Regions from separate parts of the Mus musculus genome. Here region 1 is linked to region 2. The links are chromatin contacts, called in public Hi-C maps. All regions are on one chromosome and are shown on one strand. The core of a region is the stretch at or near the end of the contact, and the rest is flanking DNA. Distances in the headings are between cores, read along the strand shown. Region 1 has its middle 18 kb from the start of Gm30474. Region 2 has its middle 57 kb from the start of Runx1.

Region 1 (4,710 bases), core at 2,156-4,655, 270 kb after region 2:
CAACTGTCTTCTTTGATTTTTCCTGCCTCCTCCCTCTCTCTCTCTCTCTCTCTCTCTCTCTCTCTCTCCTTCTCCCCCTCCCCCTCCCTCTCCCTCTCCCTCTCCCCCTCCCTCTCCCTTCTCCCTGCCCTCCCCCTAGCTCTCCCTCTCCCCCTCCCCCCACCCCTCTCCCTCCCCCTCCCCCTCCCCCTCTCCCTTTCCCCCTCCATCCCCATCCCCATCCCCATCCCCATCCCCATCCCCATCCCCATCCCCATCCCCATCTCCATCTCCATCTCTTGTGTGTTGCAGAGATATATTACCCTGGTCTCACCTCAGCAATAGCCTGGCATCAGCTGAAGCATCTGTCAGAAGGAGATAAGGATGGTTTCACAACAAGAACGATCAGCCACTCTGGCAATCTTTCCCCTTCACTGCCTTCTGGGACCTCCTAGATAAAGGCTGCTCTTCTGCTTTGTGAAGCAACCACAGAACATTTCCCTCTCCCTCAGATAGCTCAGAGCCATGCTCCCCAAGACATCCATTTAGGCACTGGTGATATTTTCCTTATTTGAAGCCTTCTTTTCATCATGTGGTGATGCCATTTAATCTTTATGTCCATCTCTATGTTTGAACTTAGTCCTTAAATATAAGGTCATTCAAGTAATCAACACAGCAACAGCTCAAAAGCAAGTGAGCTTGGTCTATCTGGTAGACACAAACATGCCTCACACAGTGTGTGGTGCCTCTTGGCTGCAGGTCTGGCGAGTTCCATGTTGCAGTGAACACGTTCACAGCTAAAACAAAGCAAGGCAAGGTCAAGAGGTAGCCTGGGAGAGTGGGAAGAGGAGGGTTTTGTCCAGGTTTCTACTGCAAAAACACAACAGTAAAGACTGCTCTCTGAAAGATGAAGGGACGTGCACAGCATCGCCAGGCCTCAACCTTAGCATCTTTATCTCCATAGCAGTCATGAGAGTGACTGTCAAAAACATCTGTGTCAACCCATGGCTTAATGTCAGAATGGCTGGCCCGCAGTGCGGGGGTTTAGCCTGTGTTAGGCAGGATAAAACTGAGGCACAAGGAACTTAGGTGAAGTGACTGTGTTGGCCGTATGATGAATGAATGAGCCAAAGGTGAACCATAGGTGGGTTGGCCCAGACTCTCCACTTACATTCACCTGAAAAACAGGCAGGGCTCAGCAGCAAACGTGTGAATGGCTGCAAGTGTCTGTGTACCCCAGAGAGACCTTTGTAGCAGGAGTCTGAGGGAGGCATGATGGATGCACAGGCCTACACGGAGCGCCCACACCACTTCACCTTTAATGAGGAACTGGTGGACCTAGAGCAATGGCCGGGGCTCCCTTTTGCTCTGTGAAATAGTTGCGTGATCCCGTGAAAAGGAAAGGAAATTAGTAACAGTGCATTGGACAGTATGCTATTCTAATTTGCAAAAAATTATCTAATGAAGAGTTTGTCTGGTGTCGGTTTATATGCCAAGCACTGTGCAACGGAGAACGGGAAACTCTATATACACTCTGCATTCGACAGAGGCCTTACTTGCTGAGCAGAGCAGGTAGGAACTGAAGACAAGAAACCAACACGGCTGATTCAGGCACGGTGTCAGACTCTGCAAGGCTAAGAGTGTAAGAGAAACAGGAAGCCTGAAGAGTCTGTCTGGCTCAAATGGTCCCTTTCAGCGTTGGTTTTTAGCTTGGTGAAGAGGAGATATCACTGATTCAGAAGTCAGGCTAATGAAGAAGGCACAGTGCATCTTCATCGCATGTGCATGCATTCGAAGCTTAAATGTTAGGTTACTTTGGATAGCAATCCTTGAACAAGAAGACACCTGGTGGTTTTGCATCCTGGGCATCTCAACCCAGGATACGATAGTGAGGACCACTCTTCCACACCCTCAAACCTGACGTCACCTCACACAACTCTCATGGGAGACCTGAAAACAACCCCAGGGACTCAGGCCTCAGATGACATCGGGGGGGCTCCAAAAGCCGGAAGAGCTTTGCCTCTGTGGAGTCCAGATCCCGTTTTGCAAGCTTCAGAGCCACAGAATAGCTCTTCCAGCACCCTGTGCATCTGTCAGGCAGGTTTTGAAAAAAAAAATTGAAACTGCAGTAAGTTATGAGTCACAATAGTGATATTTTACATGAACTCAATGTAGTGACATCCAAACTCTTAAATTGAGTAGGGAGGCCTTAAAGGGGCTTGCAGGAATACCTTAGATGTCGCCCTTGGTAGACTAATAGAGAATTGTGACCTTTGGACTCTGAAAGTATGCAAGAAATCAAATTTAAAAGTCATTTTAATTCTTTCAGAAGGCCACCAGAAACTTCTAACAAGAATCATTACCCACAGCTATATATGTTCTATTCTCTGAATAATGAAATTACCGGAGACTTCAAGGATACAAGTGTCAAATCACCAACAATTTTGGAAAATATATTAAGCTTCCTTATGTTGTAAATAACACTGTCTTAAATGCAATTTACAAAGCTAAAACTGTACTCAAAACGGCAGTGTCTCATCAAAATACATTTTTCTTTCTTCCTTAAAAGCAGAGGGACCCATCCGAACTCAATATACATTTGAAGCTTTGCATGGTCATTATGGAAATAAACTGTGAACTGTCCTGGCTTTGGTGCCAACATGCTGCCTCCCAGGCTTGCAAAACGAAATCTGGTAAGTTAAATAAATTACAGGAAGAATATTCTGTCTTAGAAAATAAACACACACACACACTGTCGTTGCTCTGATGAAAGTGTTGCCCATGTGTTGATAATGAGGGAGAAGTGATGTTATACTCGGTTTAGGCAAAATAAAAACGCGGTGTCAGTGGCACAAACTTAAAATAGCCCCAAGTACCCACAGAATTGCAGGGGGTCCACACACTACCTGACTTCCTCTCAGAGAAAGCTCTGGAGATCACGGCCATTTGGAGAGGCTCTGGAGTGACCAGAACACAGCTTCACTTCAGAGCACCCCAGGAGACACTATCTCTGAATTCCAATAAGCATGGTCTCTGAAGATGAGTCCTCTAAGCTAAGGAACTCTTTATGGAGATGGTAGCCGGGATGATGGCATTCCACGCCTAAGTAATCTCACCGCCAAGCAGTGCGTTCTCAAGAATACACTTACATCACGAAGTGTTCTCACTCAGAAAGCTATTTAATGCTCTGAGATGCTCCGGCCCCTCCCCACTCAACCCTGCCTTTCAGCGTCTAGTTTGTCTTCGCACAAGAAGGCTGTGCGTGTCCGCACCAGCCATCAGAGGCAGCCCTGCCCGCTCCTGTCCAAATAGGAACGGGGAGCTAGGATGTGGCTGGAAACAGCAAATGACTTCTTACTGAAGAAGATGCATTGTGGTGCAGATCGGGAAGGGAAAATAGAGCACCCCCTGAACCGGTGACTAATCGTGCAGGGCAGACATAACAAGCAGCAGGCTGCGAGGAGACTTATGAATCACAGGGCAGAAAGGAATCCATCTAAGTGGAGAAAATAAATTCTCTAAACCGACAACTAGCAATTCAAAAAAAAAAAAAAGTCCTAAATACAAGCTAACATTTTTCTACCCCAGAGAAACGACAGCCATCGAGCTTCTTATCGAGTGTCTTATGTGTTCATATACAAGTCTGAAGTTAAAAAAAAAAGTTCCAAATGGTTGTTTTTTTCAAGCACCTCAGTCCTGGTGAATAAGGATTTAAAAGTCATTTTTGAAAGACAGCGTGGGGCAGTAAGAGCATGGGGGGGGGGGGCTATTTGCCCTGTACTGAAACCACTTCAGAGAATACCTTGACTAGTTAGTTTTATAGACTTTTTTTTTTTTTTTTTTTTGGTTTTTCGAGACAGGGTTTCTCTGTGTAGTCCTGGCTGTCCCGGAACTCACTTTGTAGACCAGGCTGGCCATGAACTCAGAAATCCGCCTGCCTCTGCCTCCTGAGTACTGGGATTAAAGGCGTGCGCCACCACGCCCGGCATTATAGACTTTTAAATGTGTTATTTACATTGATTCTTAACACTCGAAGGGGAAATTAATAAATTGAGTGAGAAACTGAACCAAGAGTTCTCAAGAATCCTCGCACGGAAAGAGTGGGACTAAGATTCCCTCTGTTGGGACCGTGAGAAAGGAACACGCTGCTTCAAACTGGTGTCACTCGCTTTCTGCTGCTTCATGACACATGCAAGTAGCCGGGTCATCTGTCACTCCCTGCCAGCTCAGAACTCCACCTTCTGGAACCAACCAACTGCGAGCATGCTTTATTCTGAACCCAGGAAAGCTGAGAAAGGCCAGAAGACACGGAGCCTCCAGCAGGTCCACAGGGCCAGTTCACATGATTCTGTCAGCTATATATTGCTAGAGATTTTATCATTTAAAAACCAAAAGATATATTTATTTTACTTATGTGAGTACACACCAGAAGAGAGCATCAGATCCCATGCAGATGGTTGTGCACCAGTGTGTAGTTGCTGGGAATTGAACTCAGAACCTCTGGAAGAAAAGCCAATGCTCTTAACCCCTGAGCCATCTCAAGACTTTGGCATTTTATAGCCAGTCACAGCTAAGTGAAAGCTGAGTAGGTGCTTGCACAGCAAGCATGAGGACCGGGGTTCGATCCCCAGAACCCACTGTTAAGGAGCTGAATGTGGTGGTGCAAACTTGTAATCCCTACACTGGGGGAAGGGGGACATGGAGATTGGCAGATCCCCAGGGTGCCTTGGC
Region 2 (4,652 bases), core at 1,876-4,375:
AGGAAGTGGGTCACTGTGGGGTGGTGTCTTGAGGTTTATAGACCCACTCCACTTCCTGTCCCATATCTACTTCCTGTCCTGCTTAGAAATATTTCTCAAGCCCAAAACCTTGACCAGAGAAACATATTCTTTTCATAGGTAATGTCCCCAATGCTCCCCTGCTGGACTTCTGTGGTGTGTGTGGAGTTCAAGGTCACATGTCTTCTTAGTAGCTTTTTCTTTTTTCTTTTTTGTTGTTGCTCAGAGACAGAGTCCCTCACTGAGCCCAGACCACATGATTAGGCTAGGCTGACTGGTCAATGTGTGCCAGGCATCTGCCTGTGCATCTCCAGCCCCAAGGTTATGAGTCCAGGCCAGCACCTGTAGCTGCAAAAGATTCTAAGAGGGTGCTGAGGACCTGAGCTTGAATTCTCCTGCTCGTATGCCCAAAAGTACTGAAGGAGCCGATTGTCCTCACCCCCACTTCTATGCTTTCCACTAGACGAGTGTGTCTCTTAATCTAAGACCCCTGTGTAATTTTCTTTGGGAGGGTTTCTCATGTGATATTTCTAAAATGTTGCACTCTAATCTTTCAAGACCCATGGCATTATGGAAGCTTACTATCCAGACACATAACTGTGTAATGTGCTTTGCCCACTTTCCCTATCTGGTCTGTGAGCATCTTGAGAACAGGATCATATCTCGGAGCCCGCTCACTACATAGAGAGGGCAGTAGGCAAAAAACTAATCCGACCGAGACAAGCTGCTAAGACTTCACTCTGTATCCCCCTCCCTTCCAGAGCCTCTATCCTGTCTTTATCCCTTCTCTCATCCTTTTTTGGCTTTAACAGATTCTGCAGGCCCTCCAAGAACAATGCTCTCAACTTTATGCCCATTTTCCTTTGTGTTTATTTTTACTTCTCAGAACAGTGTTTTTACATCTGGCATTACCAGAGAATTTCATCTTTGGTCCCCTCTTTACATCCTTCCATCTCTCCTTCTGAGTCTGGATCTTACTATTGCAGAGCTCCTCTGGAGGAGACCTGGTCTTTCATCTTCTGGCCTTGCATTCTACCATTCTTTGAAATTTTACTACTCTGACTTCTTCAAAGCTGGCCACAAACTCCTCTAGTCTCTACACCATTATCTGTGGCAGATGCCAGATCTACCTGCCCCTGACTCTACACAGCTCCTGCTATTTATTGGTTAGAGGAGATCCAAAGAAGCTGGTATATAGCCTCCTCCAGTCCCCATGGCCTCCTCTTCAGGCTGAAGCTAATCTCCAGTGGCTGTCCCCATGGCCTCCTTGCTGTCACACAGCCTCTCCCAACATCTGTTTGATCTGTGCCTGGAACACATCACTGCTTCCTCGTGTGTATGGGTGGTTTTCAGCATGTCCTCTCCCCGATCCCAGGCTTTCAATGTTCCATGTTCTTCTCTGCTCCACTCTACCATAAGAGTCACCATTACCTTCTTTATCCTTGGCTTTGACTGCTCCAGCCATTTCTTTCGAACAAGCTTCTGCTATACTTTACTGACTTAAACTCTGGTGAAGGTGATTAGTGTTGGTGACCTTTCTGAACCAAAATATTCTGTTGTTTGATTATATTCTGTGCTTAATGCTGTGGTGTGTGAACACCGGCATCAATTCTGGGCTCCTTGCAGATTACCCTTGACTGACTCACTTGGCCTTAGACACTAATTTCTACAGTTCTGAAGAAATTTTCCTGATACTTATTTATTTCACAGTTTGGAGGAAAAAAAATCTTGATCATATTTACTCTTTCTTCTTCAGTTCTGAATGTTTTAAAATCTTCTATTTCTAACAAAGTTCATTATCATTGTATGGAATATTATCCATTTCTTACTATTATTTGATTAATATCATTTGCACACTATATTCACACAATGTGCATGATCTCCAGGAAACTGCATTTCAATCTGAAATAGAAAATCAAATTCTGTTCTGAGAATAATCAGGAAGAGGAATACTGGGTGGTAGTTGTCACCGTATGCTCAATGGACATCAGCCATCTATAATGTCCTGAGCTCCATATTATATGTTTTGGGCACAGTGAAGAATGTTTCTCTATTGACCTGAACCCATTGAGCCTGATTTTAAGTGAGGAGTACAAGTATGCACATGAGCAATATAAAAATTAGCCCAGGAGCTATGCACAACAGAGATAACTGGTCACCAATGGGCGTCATCTCTCTCTAGGCCTTTGATGGTAGAGCTCTTAAGTTGCCAAGGTTCAAAATTGCTTATGCAGCAACATCTTAAGAGAGAGGGGATCTTCCTTTGAACCCATACTTCCTCATACGCTCTAGATGCTGGCCACCATTAAGTTACACACACTTGACTGATTTTGTGTAGGGGTAGCTCTGGGTCAAGGTCATGATCCTATTACTAGGAGATGCTCAGTACAAACCCCGTCATTTGTGGCTTCATGGTGAGAACAATGTCATTACACATGGTACCTGGCCTTCTATCTTTCTAAACATGTCTTTCCATCGTGTGTATTTGTGTGTGTGTGTGTGAGAGAGAGAGAGAGAGAGAGAGACTCTGTATGCAAATGCTAACAGTAAAGTGTGTATTTATGTTTGTGCATATGTTTGTGTGGGTCTCCATTTGTGTATATGTGTGTAGTTTGTGTGTGTCTCCATGTGTCTATATGTGTGTATGTATATGCATAGTGAGCAGTTTCCTGAGGTCAACACCAGTCCTTCTACCTAATTCTACAAGTTCAATTATGCCTGGTCCCGCAATGCCAGCTCCGTCACCATCTACAGTTTGATCAAAAGCACAAAGGGTTCTCAGAGTACTGAGAGGAAGACCTTTGGGAGGGACTTATTTGGATAATTCAAGATTCTGACACTCAGGGGACCCTTGGTAACTCGACATCGATAACAGCTACAAACAAGCCCTGACAAGGCTGTGAGAAGACTCAGCCTCTGAGTATGAACATGCACACCATGGTCTTAGAAATACACTTTCCCGTCTGCTGTCGAAACACACGAACCATCTGAGAGCAAGCGAAAGAGAGAACGCATCGTTCCCACCACCTGATCTTCATTAGGTGGCCAGCGCTGCAAGCTGGCCTGTGTGCTGACATCAGTGGGGTCCGGCTGCCGGCAGATAAGTGGGAGCACATGGTACCGGCAAGATAAGACTCTGGTGGCCTGGGACAGATGTGAGCAGCCAGGCTCTTGCAGGGGGCCTCTGGGAAAAGCCCTGTTATTCTGAGCATTGTTCACACTTGCTAACAACTTGCCTTGAATGGGGCTTTCGACATGTTTCTTCCTTCAGCTCAGCGCTATCTGCCAGTTGTTAGTGTGGGCTATAGCCCGCACAGCAGCTTCCTGATGCTGTCAGCACAACAGGAAAGAGGCAAGAACTGAGAGTGATTTATAGGCCTGCGCTGACATAGCCTCAGACCGGTGTGAGCCCAGCCCTGAGCATTAGGCCAGTGCTAGCTGCCCCTACTTCTGAAAAGTGAGTTGTTCAGAGAGGGGAAGACCCATGTAGTGTTTCCAGGGAAAGATGAATAACAGAATAGGATGTGTGGTTGGCTCTCTATGTGTGGCTGAGCTACTGAGAAAAGTTCTATGGGACACTGCCATCCTAGGCTATCTGGTTATGTACACAGGCCAGAAAGACAGCCTTGTCTGATATTTCTTAGGCATCCTCCACATTGATTTTTAGACAAAATCTTTCATTGGCCTGAAACTCACCAAGTAGGCTAGTTCAGTAAACAAGTGTTAAATTGACTGGAGGAAGTGCTTTCCTTGGCAAATCAATCTCTTGAGATTTCAATACCCTTAATCTGAACACACATTGTATGGACCACCTGGAGAGACACATGCCAGCTAAACCTCCTGCCACTCTGGAGGGGGCATTTGGTGGCTCCTCACAGGAAACACAAAGATGATGGGATGCATTCTAAGTACAGAGCAAGGGTGGCATGGAGTAAAAGTCACACTATCCTGATGGGTCTAATTCAAGCCCATGCATGACATGCGTGCTAAGAGGGGAACATTCTGCAAACAAGTTAAAAGCAGATGGAGAGGATCCTGCAGGGAAATGTACAGAACGCATTCTGAGCAGGTCAAGCTGAGCCTCAAAGAACTGTTAGGATTTAAGACCATATAGCTCTTGGGAGGAAGCTCTGTCCATTGAGCATCATCACACAAACACAAGGACCAGTTCCCATCATCATCACCCACATGCAAAGCTGGCTGGGGGGGGGGGCTGGTGTAATCCCAGCATCAGGGAAGACAGAGACACGAGCAGCTTTGGGAGCCTGGTCACCCAACCCAGACCCCTGAGCAAGCTCTAGGCCCCAGTGAGATAACGTGGTTCAAAAGGACTGGGTCTAAAGCTCGTGCAGAACAATGCTAGTGTTAACTTCCTGTTCCAAAGAAATGCACATACAAACCTACAAGCATGCCCGTGTGCGCTCACACACACACACACACACACATATGCACACACATATACACACATACATGCACACATGAATGCAACACACAGAGGCACACAGAGACAGAGACAGAGAGACAGAGAGAGAAAGCAAGAGAGAGATTTAATTTTATTTTAATGGTGATGTGTGTTTATAGGTAACATTAAAAAATTCAGAACAGAACAAAAAAGGAGAATGAAATTCCCTAAA

The links. Hi-C and Micro-C count contacts between places; a contact is called where the count stands out from the background.
Region 1: a Hi-C map of the G1E-ER4 cell line shows a contact between it and region 2, with 1.8 times the contacts expected there. The contact joins two enhancer-like sites. A contact is called at or near these places in 1 of 15 datasets of contacts at CTCF or cohesin (the G1E-ER4 cell line), 8 of 484 Hi-C or Micro-C datasets (the G1E-ER4 cell line, the HPC-7 cell line, bone marrow-derived macrophages and 1 more) and 3 of 115 datasets of contacts at active chromatin or transcription factors (the HPC-7 cell line, large pre-B cells and microglia).

Annotation. Positions count from the first base shown.
Region 1 is chr16:93,147,311-93,152,020 of GRCm38.p6, forward strand. No RefSeq gene overlaps it. Among named protein-coding and RNA genes, the nearest start is that of Gm30474, 18 kb to the left of the region's middle. Within about 2 kb of position 3,406, at least 35 of the 459 cell types and tissues checked have an H3K27ac peak or open chromatin away from gene starts, as enhancers often do. A contact at or near this core is called in the G1E-ER4 cell line, where this site is marked.
Region 2 is chr16:92,880,811-92,885,462 of GRCm38.p6, forward strand. No RefSeq gene overlaps it. Among named protein-coding and RNA genes, the nearest start is that of Runx1, 57 kb to the left of the region's middle. Within about 2 kb of position 3,126, at least 61 of the 459 cell types and tissues checked have an H3K27ac peak or open chromatin away from gene starts, as enhancers often do. A contact at or near this core is called in the G1E-ER4 cell line, where this site is marked.